Regions from separate parts of the Hordeum vulgare genome. Here region 1 is linked to region 2. A link is a contact called in public Hi-C data. All regions are on one chromosome and are shown on one strand. Each heading gives the region's core, a stretch centred on a gene start, on an enhancer-like site or on the middle of the called end of the contact. The rest is flanking DNA. Distances are from core to core; before and after follow the strand shown. Region 1 has its middle 27 kb from the start of LOC123414458. Region 2 holds the start of LOC123410479 (tricin synthase 1-like).

Region 1 (7,079 bases), core at 4,118-6,617, 460 kb before region 2:
TGTTATTCTTTCTTTGAAATGTATGTTCTGTTCAACTTACTTCGTGAATACAAATTACTAGCAGACTAGCACCAACATCACTTGCACCAAAACTCACATGTATCTATATGTGTGATGAAGGAATTTTTTTCTTTGTATTCATCACTACTTGATCATGCTTCCTGATATGTAGAAAGAAGGAAAATAGATGCTTCAACTCATTTTTTTATCTCACACTCCATTATAGCGCTTCCTAGATCTGGGACGTCAAGGTATAGATTCTCCAAAAAAGAAAGAAAAATAGAATGACACTTCTCGTCTGATTGTACCAAATGTTTGTACTCTGATTGCTGATGTTGTCATTTACTATAAAGTTGGATGTATTGATTGATTGAGCAATAAACAAGAAAATGGCACCATCTCTTTATTTGTGGGCACAATCAATTTTATTCTTCGTCTGCGAGAAGCATATTTTTCTCATTCATGACAAAAGATCCACTTGTCTTTCTTTCATTTTTTATATAAAATGTTGAAGCTATGTTCCATCCCTCCAGTTCATGCACGGTTCAAGCATATCTTATCTGAGCTATGTTTACTCGTTCATTGTAGGAAGGACATTATGACATATAGTGTATTCTGGAATTTAGTTCACCCATGAGTTGTTGGCGGTAAAAAATGATTTTTGCAAGGTGGATCATCATCAACTCTTTAAAATCTTGAAACGGTTTAAAAGCACTTCGTAGTAAAAGGTCACACAAAACTGTAATTTTGAACACAAGTGCCTAAGCCTTGTACAACGTTGATCCATCTGTTCCAGGTTTGAAGAGTAGAAATACATGGTAATGATTTCCCGTACAAGTCTGACCTCCATCGATTTGCTATAGTGTGAAACAAAGTTGTTGTTTCTCATTATACTAAATCTACGTTTTTAACAAAATTTATTCACTCTCCACAACATAGACAAGTGATGGTGAAACCTGATTTTGTGCGCCGGTAGTTCCAATATGTTAAGTATATATCTCGTTGCTCCCAACATGATATTTAGTTACAACCTAAGCGGGTGATGGTCTGGTATGATGAAATAATATTAAAAAAGTAAACACCCGCTTCGGCTATAACTTATTTTAGCAGATGTATAGCAAGATGTCATTTCATCCAAAGAGGTTAGTAACACAATGCTCTGATGCATAACCAAAGAAAAAAGAAGAAAATAAAAAAGCATCTAAATGATGAAGGCGTGATTTGCGACTTTGCGTAACTTGGTCGCTCTCAATCTATGGCCACTAGGACTGAAATATAATCCATAGGGTGCTAATTAGCGTGCAATGGAGCATGCAGTTTTCGACAAGGCACTTAGACCGGATTAGGCAACGTGGTTGTGTGCTTCATTTCTTGTCCTTTCCTTTTTTTTCTTTGCATGCAACGAAAAGCACATGCCATCTTCCCACTCACCCCGGAAAATCAACGGGCAAGAGAATAGAGAGGCGCATATCCATCCACATCCTTAAAATCGGGGGAGAGGCACTAATAGATTAGATACTAGGCTCCATAACTAAAATCAGGGGGAGATTAGGATTGCGCTCGCATGCCTATCGCGCGTTGCGACGCAAGCACATGTAGAAGTTTTTTTTGTATAATGCATAAAGCTAATTAATAAGAAGGGCAGACATGCTGGCAGCTACATCAGACTTGAGTGGGATGGGCACGACTGATGAGTAAAAGGTCGCATCGCCTTGGCGGCCGGCCTGGCGTGACAATGTGCACTCCTTGGCACTAGAAATCGGCCTCGGGTGAGCAGCCGACGATGAAGGTTTATTCCTCCTCGTAGCACCACACCATTGTGCCTGAGGTTATCCAACCCACATACAAATGTTTCAGCTACGTGGCTGACACTAATAGAGGCTTGCATTCCCTTTTGCACCTCCCGGGCAGATCCAGCTTACCAGGATACTAGACCAATGTGGTGACTCGATGCTGAGGCGCCGACATGAGAGGTTGTTAGAGGGAGAAGTACGCATGCCATGTCATGGCAAGGAGAGGAGGGGGTTGGCGACGCCATGGATGGGAGCGGAGGTGGTGGGGAGAGGAGTGGGCAGGCTTCGAGATGGCATGGAGGGGAGGCGCCTGGGAGAGATGGCAGCGACAACGCTGTGACGGGGAGATAAGATGCGACAACAATCGGTGGCTTGTTGGTTGTGCAGGAAGAGTAAAAGGCGGTAGTGTGGTGCGTGAGTGAGAGGAGTGACTATTTTTTTCCCGTCAAGAAAAGTAGAAAGGAGGAGTTTCTATACGTTGACATCAATGACACATAGCATAACAAGCCATTTATAGGAAAAATACCAACCAAATGATCTATAGGTAGCCTACAATTTAAAACTCACCAAAATTAGGATGCAACTTACATTGTGCCATCCAATGAAGCTAAAAACAACATTTCTCATATTATACAGAAATATCTTAAAAGAACGTAGTTTGTAAGAGATAATTAGTTGGATCATTGAAATGAATTTCAATTACTTCTCGATTATTACATGCTATAATTTATATGCATGCAAATTTTAACATGCATTATGAATATATGATTATGTGTGTAACTGATAAAAATATATTCATGACATGTGCAAAGGTCGGGCATTATACTAGTTTAATATAGTTACCAGCTTGATTATGATAAATTATCACCATGGCACGATGCAAGTTGATCAACTTGCTAGGTCGTAGCAAAAACATTAATATTGATGTAGTTACATAGGTTGTAGTTCGAACAACCAACATAATGTTGCCGGTAAAAACATATGAACAATATGAGGAACAATATAACTTTTTATGTGAAAAAAAGAATCATCAAAACATACCATCATGGAATCTAGTTTCGAATGTCCACTCATGATGATATGTGAAAAGATTTTTAAATCAGATCAAAACATTTTGTATTTTGAGTTTCAATGAAATCTTTGCTAACATCAACAATTTCTCAGTTACATCCTGCATTCGTCATCCACATAATGGCCAAAAGTTCAAGGAATCAGGTTTGATGTTACACATTTGTCATGCGTAATGCCTCTCGGATCAATATGTGATGTGAACATAACGAAGCATAAAACACACTTACTAGAAAACAGTATTGAAATAGGAATTGAGTATAACAATACCCGGTTCCAATACAAAGGCAACCATCAATATCTATTCAATAAAACATTCCATGAGGCCACGCCGCCCATGTCACTATCGTCAAGATAGAGGCAACCTCAAAATTCATTAGATGCCTGGCATCTCCGTTTAGCTTGGCCTTGAAGGAACAAGTGTCTTCAATGTGACCGTTTGCGCCTCTCTCACCAACCATGAACTTCAAATGCAACATAGTATTTACCGTAACAACAATCACAAACCTCCTTGCGCCACACCAGTCACTAGCGGAGCCATGAAAAAGCTGGAATTCATGTTCCTCCACAACACAAACGATGGAACTGAGGGATAGATGAAAGACACCGTGCGGTTCTGATATGATAACTTCTACAATGGCCGCAACTGCATAACTAACAAGTGCAGCAGACATCTCAACTGTGGCACAATCACCGTTGATGGGAATTTCAGTTGGTTCCCATGGCATTAATAGTCCACGAAATTCCGACATTCCATCAATCAACTGTGTGTCATCTCCTTCGTTTTCTCCGTTCTCGATCCTCATGTCAAGCTCAAGTAGAACATCACAGTAAAATGCAATGCCTCTCTTAGGTCCGGTCATTTCAATCAAAGAACCCTGTAAAACTATTGTTGTTAGTACTTCATACAACAAAAAAACTGAAGTTAAATACTTATCTTGCAAATGATGCCAACAGATCAAGAAACAAGCAAATTAGTAGTTTTTCACAAACTCAAAACGTTCGCTAAACAGACCATAGTAAAAAAAAACGCACTCAGGTCTAAAATATCCATCAGATTATTAGACGTTCTCGCTTTACGTGGTGGTTCTCTGCGCATCAGGAAAATGCAGACCCATGAGGCACTAACTTATATGAAATGTAATTTAGCTAATTACCCCCTTGACCCTCAGGGGTCGTAACATCCACTGTTCTCTCATGTTCAATCCAGAGGATGTAGGATTGCAGGGTATGAATAGGGTGGGCATAACAAGCTAATCCGGTCTTTGGTTCTTCAGTTGCATTATAGACCTGGTATAATACGAAATCACTAGTTAGCGAATACACCTTCTAACGATTACTTTCATCTTCACAGGTTGTGACAAGTGACGCATTACATGCGTGCCACTTGTCGCAACGTGGGAGTTTTTCCTATTTTTCGTAGATTCGTATTTTCAATACGTTTTGTCTCCTAAACCGTGCGTTCAAATCTCGAACCGTTTTCACCATTGGCTTCTTGCGTCGAGATCTTCAAAACTAGATCCCATGTTGATAGGTTTTGACGAACTTTTTTTTCATAAAAAAACCGGAAGAAAAAAACGGACAAAAAAACCATGCCTCACGTGATAGAAAAAAACCGGACAAAAAAACCATGCCTCTCGTGAAGGAAAAACCGTGTCTCTTGCGAAAGCAAAACCGTGCCTCTCATGGATAAAAGAGAGAGCAAAAAACGCGTTTTTCCCTTTTCACGAGATGCACGGGCGTGCCTCTCGGAAAGGCAAAACCGTGCCTTTCGCGGAAGCAAAACTGTGGAGCTCGCAAAAAAGAAAAACAGAAAACGCGTTTTTCTCCTTTCGGGAGAGGCAAGGGCGTGCCTCTCGCGAAGGCAAAATGGTGCCTTTCGCGGAAGCAAAACCGTGCCTCTCGTAAAAAAACAGAAAACGCTTTTTTCCTTTCCGAAAGGCACGGACATGCCCCTTGCGAAGGCAAAATCGTGTCTTTCGTGAAAAAAAACCGTGTCTCTCGCAAAAAATTGAAAATGTGTTTTTTTCCTTTCCGAGAGGCACGGCCGTGCCTCTCGCGAAGGCAAAACCGCGTCTCTCGCAGAAAAAAACAAAAAACGAGTTTTCGGCGTAAAAAAACAAAAAATGCTTTTTTCGTGATTTTTTTTCGTCCAAAAGTTACGAAAGACCGGTGAAAAACCATAACACAAAAAATTCGAAAAAAACCACTCAAAAAAGGAGAAAACGCGTGCGAAAAAATAATGAATAAAACAAAATCCAAAGAGAACGCTCAGAGCACGACACGTAGCGACGGCTGGAAACGCGCCAACTGACAGCGCGCGAGAGCGATCGCTGGAAGGCTCGCGAGGGAGCGCTCGCTAACTAGTTGCTCTCGGTATAATATTGCTCACCTCGGTCCTACAACGAGGTTACTCAATTAAACTGAAGTAACAACCTCTATGGGCCATACCACCTAACTCCGTAACTCCCCAAGGCCCAAGTAAATGCTGCCAGGTCCCAACCCAAGGGAGCTCCTAATCGACACTTCAAGCGCCGGTTCGGGCAACTCACGCCTACAACGCCCAGAAACGGGCCGCGACCCACTAAGTAAATCCACTACCGTTCGTTTTTGCTAGGCTTGTTGATTTTTTAATGGATGTGGTGTATTATTAGTTCAGGAAAAAGACCGTTTTTGTTTTTTTACAATTTTGAATATATTTTGTAAATTAAAAAGTTCATAGATTTATTAAAAACAAATCACAAATTTAAAGAAAGTTTATTAGAATTTGAAAAAAGTTCATCAAATCCGAAAAAACGTTCATCGTACTTTAATAAACCTTCACCGATTTTTAAAAAAGTTCATCAAATTTGATAAAAGTTCATCATTTTTTGAAAAACGTTGACCGATTTTTTTTTGAAAAGTTCATCGATTCCGAAAAAATGTTCATCTTATTTTAAAAAACGTTCACCGATTTTTTAAATTTTTTTATAAAATTTGATAAAAGTTCATCATTTTTTGGAAAAACATTCACCGATTTTAAAAAAAAGTTCATCGATTACACAAAAATCTTCATCATATTTTTCAAAACGTTCGCTGATTTTTAGAAAAAGTTCACCAAATTTGATAAAAGGTCATATTTTTTGAAAAACGTTCACTTATTTAAAAAAATCATCGAATTTTATTAAAAGTTCATCATTTTTTTTAGAAAAAATTCATCAAATTTGAAAAGGTTCATAGATGTTGGAAAAAAAGTCACCTATTTTGAAAAATAGTTCATCAAATTTGATAAAAATTCATCATTTTTTAAACAAGTTCATCGAATTTGAAAAAAGTTCACAAATTGAAAAATAGTTCATCAGTTTTTAAAAAAGTTCATCCAATATAAAAAAGGGTCATCATAATTTAAAAAAATCATCAATATTCAAAAAAGTTCATAGAATATCCATAAAAAATTCGTAAAATTCTGAAAAGGGTTCATTGATTTGGAAAAATATTTGTTCGTTTGGAAAAAAAGTTAAACAGAAAATGGGTGTGTTTTTTTTAAAAAAAATGTAAAAAATATAAGAAAATTAATATGAAAATGAAAAAGTAATACAAATAGTAAAGAAAAAAAAACCCGAAGAAAAACCAGTCCTGAAAACTAAATAAAAAAACCCATCTAAAAAACTTTCGGAACCTTCACAAAACCGAAACCCCCTCCTCCCTGATGGGCCGGCCCATGACCGAATGCTGCAGGCATCGGTTAAGCAGAATGCACTTTAACCCTACAAGGTAGCAGCCACGCTTCGACTCATCTTCCTGAAGGCAACTCAGCAGCGAGAACTGGCAGTTATGACCTGCGAGTCTGCCATGCAATGGACGCCAGCAAGAACAGACTAATTCTTCAAGTCGAAGGCTATTTTGAAGGGGTGGAACTGGGCCACTCCAGGCACAGTAACAGGGATAGCACAACAAAACCTTAAGCTTTCCGGTACTCCTGCTGTTATGACCACCAACACAGTAATCCGTCTGTTACTTTTACCCCATGGGCTATATAACACTATCCAAGCATCTATTACTGGAAGAATATTAGGAGCTTGTAGTATGCCATCAGAAGTACTCCCTCCCTGAAATGTATGGCGCACTTGATTCTTGCAGTCTTCAATGTACGAGATTGAAAAAGATTTTTGCTCATAATATGTCTGTAAAGTTAGTGTAAGGAAATATAGCATAAAAATAATTTTTAAGATAAATGAA
Region 2 (7,443 bases), core at 4,845-7,344:
GCCAATGGAGGACGCGTTGTGCCATGGACCGGCCGGGTACCGGTCCGGAAAGCCCAGGCAATGAACCAAGACCGCATGCAGGTACTGACTCCGCCTCTATCAGCTTAGATCTACCTCGTCGCCGCTTCGCCGAAAAATACACCAATGGCCGTCGTTGTGGCTCGGTGTGGCCCAAATGCTCGTCGGCGCACCGATGCCACTCATAAAGTGTGATGACTATCCATTCAATGTCTTGTGCTGCATGTCTACAACGCGAGAACATCCCAGACGATTGTTTATCAAGTGCCAAAAATGATGGGGTATGTGTTAGTTTAGCTTCGGTTGTGCTTTGAGATTCGGTTCAATTTGCTTACAATCAAATATTTATTGTGTAGCAACTTTTGGTTTTGGGAAGAAGAAAATATCGATCTACTAATAGCACACACTTTAATAGAGGTTCCTGCACTTTTTTCTAGAGTAGAGGCTAGAGATGAGACTAGATGTGTGGAAGCAACATCTAATTCTTTAGTCTCGAAGAAGAAAGAAGCATTCATGATCAAGACTCTGCAGATCAACAATGAATGCATCAACAAGGCACTAATCCAACTTACAAGAGCAGGAAATATGCCCTAGAGTCAATAATAAAGTAGTGATTGTCATATTTCCTTGTTCATGATAATCATTTATTATCTATGCTATAATTGTATTGATTGGAAACTCAAATACATGTGTGAGTATAAACAACAATGTCCCTAGTATGCCTCTGGTGACTAGCTTGTTAATCAAAGCTGGTTAAGGTTTCCTAGCCATTGACATGAGTTGTCATTTGATAATGGACAAGACCCAAACCTTAAGCATAGCGTTTGATCGTATCCAGTTTACTGCTATTGCTTTCTACATGTCAATGTATATGTTCCTATGATCATGAGATCATGCAAATCACTGACACCGGAGGAATGCCTTGTGTGTATGAAACGTCGCAACCTAACTGGGTGACTATAAAGAAGCTCTACACGTATCTCCGAGGGTGTCTGTGGAGTTGGCATGGATCAAGACTAGGATTTGTCACTCTGTGTGACGGAGAGGTATCTGAGGACCCACTCGGTGATACAACATCACAATAAGCTTGCAAGCAATGTGGCTGAGGAGTTAGTCACGGGATCTTGTATTACGGGATGAGTAAAGAGACTTGTCGGTAACGAGATTGAACTAGGTATGGAGATACCGACGATTGAATCTCGGGCAAGTAATATACCGATGGACAAAGGGAACTACATACGCGATTAGTTGAATCCTTGACATCGTTGGTTCGACCAATAAAGATATTTGTAGAATACGTAGGAACCAATATGGACATCTAGGTCCCTCTATTGGTTATTGACTGTAGAGGTGTCTCGGTCATGTCTGCATAGTTCTCGAACCCGCACGGTGTGGACACTTAATGTTCGATGACGATACAGACATAATAGAGTTATTGTGTTGGTGACTGAAGGTTGTTTGGAGTCTCGAATGAGATCCCGGACGTCATGAGGAGCTCTGTAATGGTTCGGAGATAAACATTTATATATAGGAAAGTGGTATTCAGGTCCCAGAAAGGTTTCAGGTGTTTTCGATATTGTACCCGGAGTGCCGAAAGGGTTCCGAGGGTCCACCAGGAGGGGCCCACCTACCCCGGAGGGCACACGGGCCAAAGAGGTGGCGCACCAGCCCCTGGTGGGCTGGGCAGCCGACCCATATAGGTCCCATGCGCCCAAGTGTGGAGGAGCAGTCCTCCCTAGGGTGTCCGCCTCCCTTGTTGGAGGTGGACTCTTCCGCTCTTTTGCCAGCCATCCCTCGTTGGAGGAGGGCCCAAGGTTGTTCCCTACCTACCCCCTCCTCCTATATATATAGAGGGATAGTGATGGCATGACCACCCCAAAGGCATAGGTGCAACCCTACCTCTCTCCCTAGATCGATTTCTCCTCTCAATCGCGTGTGTGGTAGCGCTTGGTGAAGCCCTGCTGAGATCGCACGACCACCACCACCATGCCATTGTGTTGCCGGAGAACTCATCTAGCACTTCAGCCAGGCTCTCTAGATCAAGTTGGTGAAGGTTTCATCGGGTTGTACGTGTGCGGAGCGCGGAGGTGTCGGTCGTTCGGCATTTGATCGGAACGTTCTTGATTGGATCGCGGAATTGATCGTGATTGGATTGCGAAGACGTTCGACTACATCAACCGCGTTTCTTAATGCTTCTGCTTAGTGATCTACAAGGTTATGTACATGCACTCCTCCTCTCGTAGATGTTGATCTCCATAAATTGATATTGGTGATCGTAGGAAAAAATTTGTTTCGCATGCGACGTTCCCTAACATTAGGGAAGTTGGATATCTTTTAAAATGTCCTTTTGTGGTTCTTATTTTATTTGATCTTGCTACTCTATATGAGATTTGGTGAATATATTCCAATGTATCACAAAAATCATTGATGAAAGTAACAAAAAAATCTGCACGGACAAGATGGGACCGAAGATGCAACCGCACGTTGGGCGACCAACCGGTGCAAACACATATTCGAACAAACACGGACCCATTCCCACTTTCAAACAAAAAAAAACCGGACAAAACACACTTTTGTTTAGGATCATGCGTTGGAGTTGTCCTTAGAGCATCTACATTCGAACGCCTCAAACGACCCTCATACGTTCACGAACGCGCCGAGTCAGTAATCGAGTAGGAAAGAGAAGGAAAAAACATGATCCAACCGGACCCCTCGTATCATTCCTATAAGCGCGGGTTGTCCGCGAACCCATATCCATCTCAAATATAAGGAGGATATGAGGGCTCATGGACGCATCCGGTCAGCCCGTCACGTAGGACACGACCCCATCCCGGATCACTTTTTCTTTTTCTTTATTCACTTTTTCTTTCTCTTTCTTCATCTCCATCAATCACGTGCAAGTGACCGGGCATATGAGGAGGAAAATAAAGAGTATGGATGCGTAGACAAATAAATTGAGGACACGCTCGATTATTGACCGAACATTTAAAGGGTCATATCTGCTATGTCTTGCTCTAGATGCTCTTAGAGCAACTCCAACGCGAATGACGCTTTTGTCCGTTTTTTGTTTGTTTGGATCGGCCATCCGCTCGGCATCTGTCCTGTTTAACATTTGGGCTGGCAGTGGGCCCAACGCATGCGACCCATATTTGTCGGCGTTGCCGACTGGTTGCCCTTTTTCAACAAATATGCACACATTTTGCATTACTTGACATGGAGACATATAGAAAAATAACATAGTTTCACAACAAAAAAAATCATAGTTTTCAAATAAATAAGTACAAATTTACCAACCAAATAATAATTTAAATTATCTCAAATACATATGAAAAAGATACATATATTGGTTGACAACATGAGCCCACATATGTTCAACCAAATCATTTTGCATCTGCATGTGAGTTTTTCAACTACCTATTTCGTAATAAAATTGGGCAAACTGTTCAAAAGTTACCGCTCCTCCATGCTCAGACACAACATTCTCACTTTAAAATTAAAATTCTCGATTGTAGATACATTTGGGACGCTCATTTTCTACAATCATATTATGCATAATAACACAAGTTGTCATCACCTCCCACAGCTTCTTGATGCTTCAAGTCCTAGCAGGGTTCCGAACGATGCCCCATCGGGATTGCAAAACACCAAAGGCATGCTTGACGTCCTTCCTAGCATACTCTTGCTCTTGGTCAAATCTTTCCCTCTTCTCTCTGATAGGATCGGGGATTGTTTTCATAGTAGTGGTCCACTAAAGATAGATACCGTCATCTAGGTAGTATCCTTGTTCGTAGTTGTGCTCGTTGACGATAACATTCACCGATGGCTGTTGCCTTCTGCAAGCCTTGCAAACACCCGCGAGCATTGAAGCACGTTGATATCATTATGTGATCCGGCCATGTCGAAGAGAGAGTGACAGATCCAGAGATCTTGTGAGGCCACGGTCTCAAATATGACAGTGCAAGCCGTGACATGACCCTTATACCGCCCTTGCCAAGTGGTAGGCCAATTTTTCCACTCCGAGTGCATGCAGTCTATGCTGTCAAGCATCCGTGGGAAGCCCCCGGTGGCATTCATCGCCAACAAGCGGGATGTATCTCAAGGAGTCGGCTCTCTCAATTACTCAGAGTCAAACACACAAATCACACCCTTGCAAAATCTGTACATGAACTCTAGCCATGTAGACTCGCTCATACGGACGTACTCGTCAATGAGATTACCGGGCACTCCGTATGCAAGCATCCGGATGGCTGCAATGCATTTCTGATAAGATGGGAAGCCAATATTTCCAAGGGCGTCCTCTTTACACTCGAAATAGTTATTGCATCCGACCACCCCCTCTCTAATACGGTTGAAAATATGCCTAGCCACACGGAAAACGCCGCCGCAATTTCTGATGTTTGAACAGCGGGTTGGTTGTGTCAAAGTAGTCCTTTCAAAGAAAGAAATGACCACTCTCTCGGTTACGATTCAATGTCGAAAAGTGTCCAGGCTATTAAGGTGGTGATGGACCAACACGACGGCCAAGATCTCCTCCTCATCACCGGACGAGGAATCGTCGAAGTCACAAAGAAATTGTGGAAAAAGAACCCGTCGACAGGATCCATTTTATACCTCGGCAAACTGTCGAACAGATTGCAGGCGTCGTCGAAGAAGTTGGTCGCGCGTGTCGTCTCGTGTTCGCGTCGATGCAAATCAAGCTAAATAATGAGCCGGAAATGAATCGGTAGACGGAGGAAAAGCAAACACGTGCCAGTTTGGATACTTTTCTGTCCGTCACGATGCAAACAGACACGCAAGGATAAAATGAATCAGCCAATTGGAGTTGCTCTTGGAGCTCCCATCATAGCATAGCAGTTAGTCCGGAGCGGTTGCAACCGACGTGGGCACGATCGTCCGTTCGTCCCGTCCTCTGGCTTGCTTCCGCACGCGACGGACCCGTCCTCGCCGACAAACGTTGCGTGCAGAAGCCGGTGATCTTGTTCTCTACCGGCGCGAGGCACATCATTGCAGTTCGCCGAACGCCGATCGGTGGTTTCCTCGCGCCAACTTAATCTCGTCGACTCGATGGGATGGCTCTACTTTACTTATTAGCCTTGCACTCTGCTCGAAGGCTACAGTATTTCGACCAAGACACGTATAGCGCTCCGGTGGAGGCAGAGGGGTCCTGCTCGATTTACTCGCTGGCCCCGTGATGCATCTGCCCAATAATCAATTCTGTCCGCAAGCAGCACGCCAAACTTCATCGGAAAAAGAAAAGCAGCACGCCAAAGCGCCTCCTTAAATCGGAGATTTTTCACCAACCGCCAGCCAGGGGGTGATCACCGCGCTGACAGCCAAAGCGCGGTGGGGCGGCATGTGGTGGGGGTTGGGGTTGGGGGTGGGGTGGGGGTGGGTGGAAAACTCGAAAGCATGATTAGCGACTGAAGCTTCGTGCTCAGGTCCTGTTTCTTTAAAAAGCCGAAGGACTTTTTTTTGTCTCAACTAAAAAGTCTCTAGTTCCTATCTGTTTCTTTCCAAGAACTAAATATGGACTAGAGGTCATTAAATAACATGAAAAAAACCATGTTATCCCTAGTAATATAATAGAAGTTATTAAATGACATGCTAAAAGTAGAGGCATTGTTGGAAAAAGAGTCAAAAAAGTCCCAAAAAGTCTCTCCCATAGGGACTTCTTACTTTAGTTCCAAATACCCATTTTAGTTCCTAGAAGTCCCTCCTGTTTCTTTCACATAAGACTAAAAGGAACTTTTTTAGTCCCTACATCAAAAAAATCTCTGGAAAGAAACACCCCCTCAGTCCCTCAGTCGTTGATGGACGCTCTCCCAATTTTCCTAATCAAAATTGCATCCACGATCGATACACAGCGGAGCAGGTAGGTGGCGGTAGGAATCTGATCGTGATGGATCATCGCCATACGTGCATGTGGCATGGGCTAGCACGATTGGAGGGGCCGGCACGCCAGACAAAGAATAATTAAAGCAAGAGAAAAAATACTGTGCTAAAGCTGGTAGTGGTCGATGGTTTCCTCTTTTTACAAGGCGAGTGGGCGTATTCTGGTAGGTGGATCCATGGACACCAACCCCGCCAGCGGCCGGTGGATAAATACAGGCACGTCGAGGCTGTGGGTGGACAGACACTCGATCCAACTCATTCCCCTACCCTGCTACCCAGGCACCACCAACCCAGGCAGAGCTAGCGACCAGAGCCATGGCGCCCAGCGGAGACAACACCGTGGCCAACGTCCACAGCGGCATCGACAGCACCAACAAGACGCTGCTCAAGAGCGACGCCCTCTACACCTACATCCTCGACACCACCGTGTTCCCCCGCGAGCACGAGTGCATGCGCGACCTGCGCCTCATCACCGACAAGCACCCCTGGTACGTACAGTATCATCTTCTTCCTCTGCATGCACGCTCCCACGTCCATCTCGATTGATCGATGTTACTAGCTAGTTACTTGTGGTTGCTGATAGATCTGGCTCTGATTCTTTGGATTCAGGGGTTACATGCAGTCGTCCTCGGACGAGGCGCAGCTGCTGGGGATGCTGATCAAGATGGCAGGGGCCAAGAAGACGATCGAGGTGGGCGTGTTCACGGGCTACTCGCTGCTGGCCACCGCGCTGGCGCTCCCCGAGGACGGCAAGATCGTGGCCATCGACACCGACCGTGAGTGCTACGAGGTGGGCCGCCCCTTCATCGAGAAGGCCGGCATGGCGCACAAGGTGGACTTCCGCGAGGGCACCGGCCTGGAGCGCCTGGAGGAGCTCCTCGCCGAGGACGATGGCGCGGCCAGCTACGACTTCGCGTTCGTGGACGCCGACAAGCCCAACTACGTGCGCTACCACGAGCAGCTGCTGCGGCTGGTGCGCGTCGGCGGCACCATCATCTACGACAACACGCTCTGGGGCGGCACGGTGGCGCTGCCGGCGGGCACGCCCTTGTCCGACCTCGACACCCGCTTCTCCGCCGCCCTCAGGGACCTCAACGCCAAGCTCGCCGCCGACCCGCGCATCGAGGTCTGCCAGCTCGCCATCGCCGACGGCGTCACCATCTGCCGCCGCGTCGTCTAGACGGGCGTCCGGTCAGGTCCGGCGTGAAGCATCGGGATCCGCCGTGCGTGGAGTCGATTTCGTTCCTTACCAGCCGCTTCCCTTAATCAATTGTATTATTTTTCCCTGCCAGCGCTGGCTAGCGTGAAGCATCTGATGGTTTCGAGTTTTCAATAATACTTTTTTGCTTTCGAAATTTGATGAGAGGAGAGGGAGGAGTGGTTCTACTTATGTACTGTACTCTTAAACTAAATATGGTGTTGCAATGACGAGGTCGCGTATATGGATGTCGTTGTCACCCGCCTCATTGTTAAGTTTATCTCACTTGCATTGTTAAATGCGAGAAGGTCAGACACGCCGGATGTACTGTAACG

What was found. A called contact is a pair of places that touch in the nucleus more often than the background predicts.
Region 1: a Hi-C map of leaf shows a contact between it and region 2, with 3 times the contacts expected there. The contact joins the enhancer-like site here to the promoter of LOC123410479 in region 2. A contact is called at or near these places in 2 of 6 Hi-C or Micro-C datasets (leaf and seedling).

The regions. Positions count from the first base shown.
Region 1 is chr7H:162,195,454-162,202,532 of MorexV3_pseudomolecules_assembly, reverse strand. No RefSeq gene overlaps it. Among protein-coding and RNA genes, the nearest start is that of LOC123414458, 27 kb to the left of the region's middle. Within about 2 kb of position 5,367, at least 1 of the 3 cell types and tissues checked has open chromatin away from gene starts, as enhancers often do. A contact at or near this core is called in leaf, where this site is marked.
Region 2 is chr7H:161,733,786-161,741,228 of MorexV3_pseudomolecules_assembly, reverse strand. LOC123410479 (tricin synthase 1-like) reads left to right here and starts at 6,094. Exons shown (of 2, transcript XM_045103426.1): 1 at 6,094-6,398; 2 at 6,520-7,338. The coding sequence starts at 6,226. The coding sequence ends at 7,090.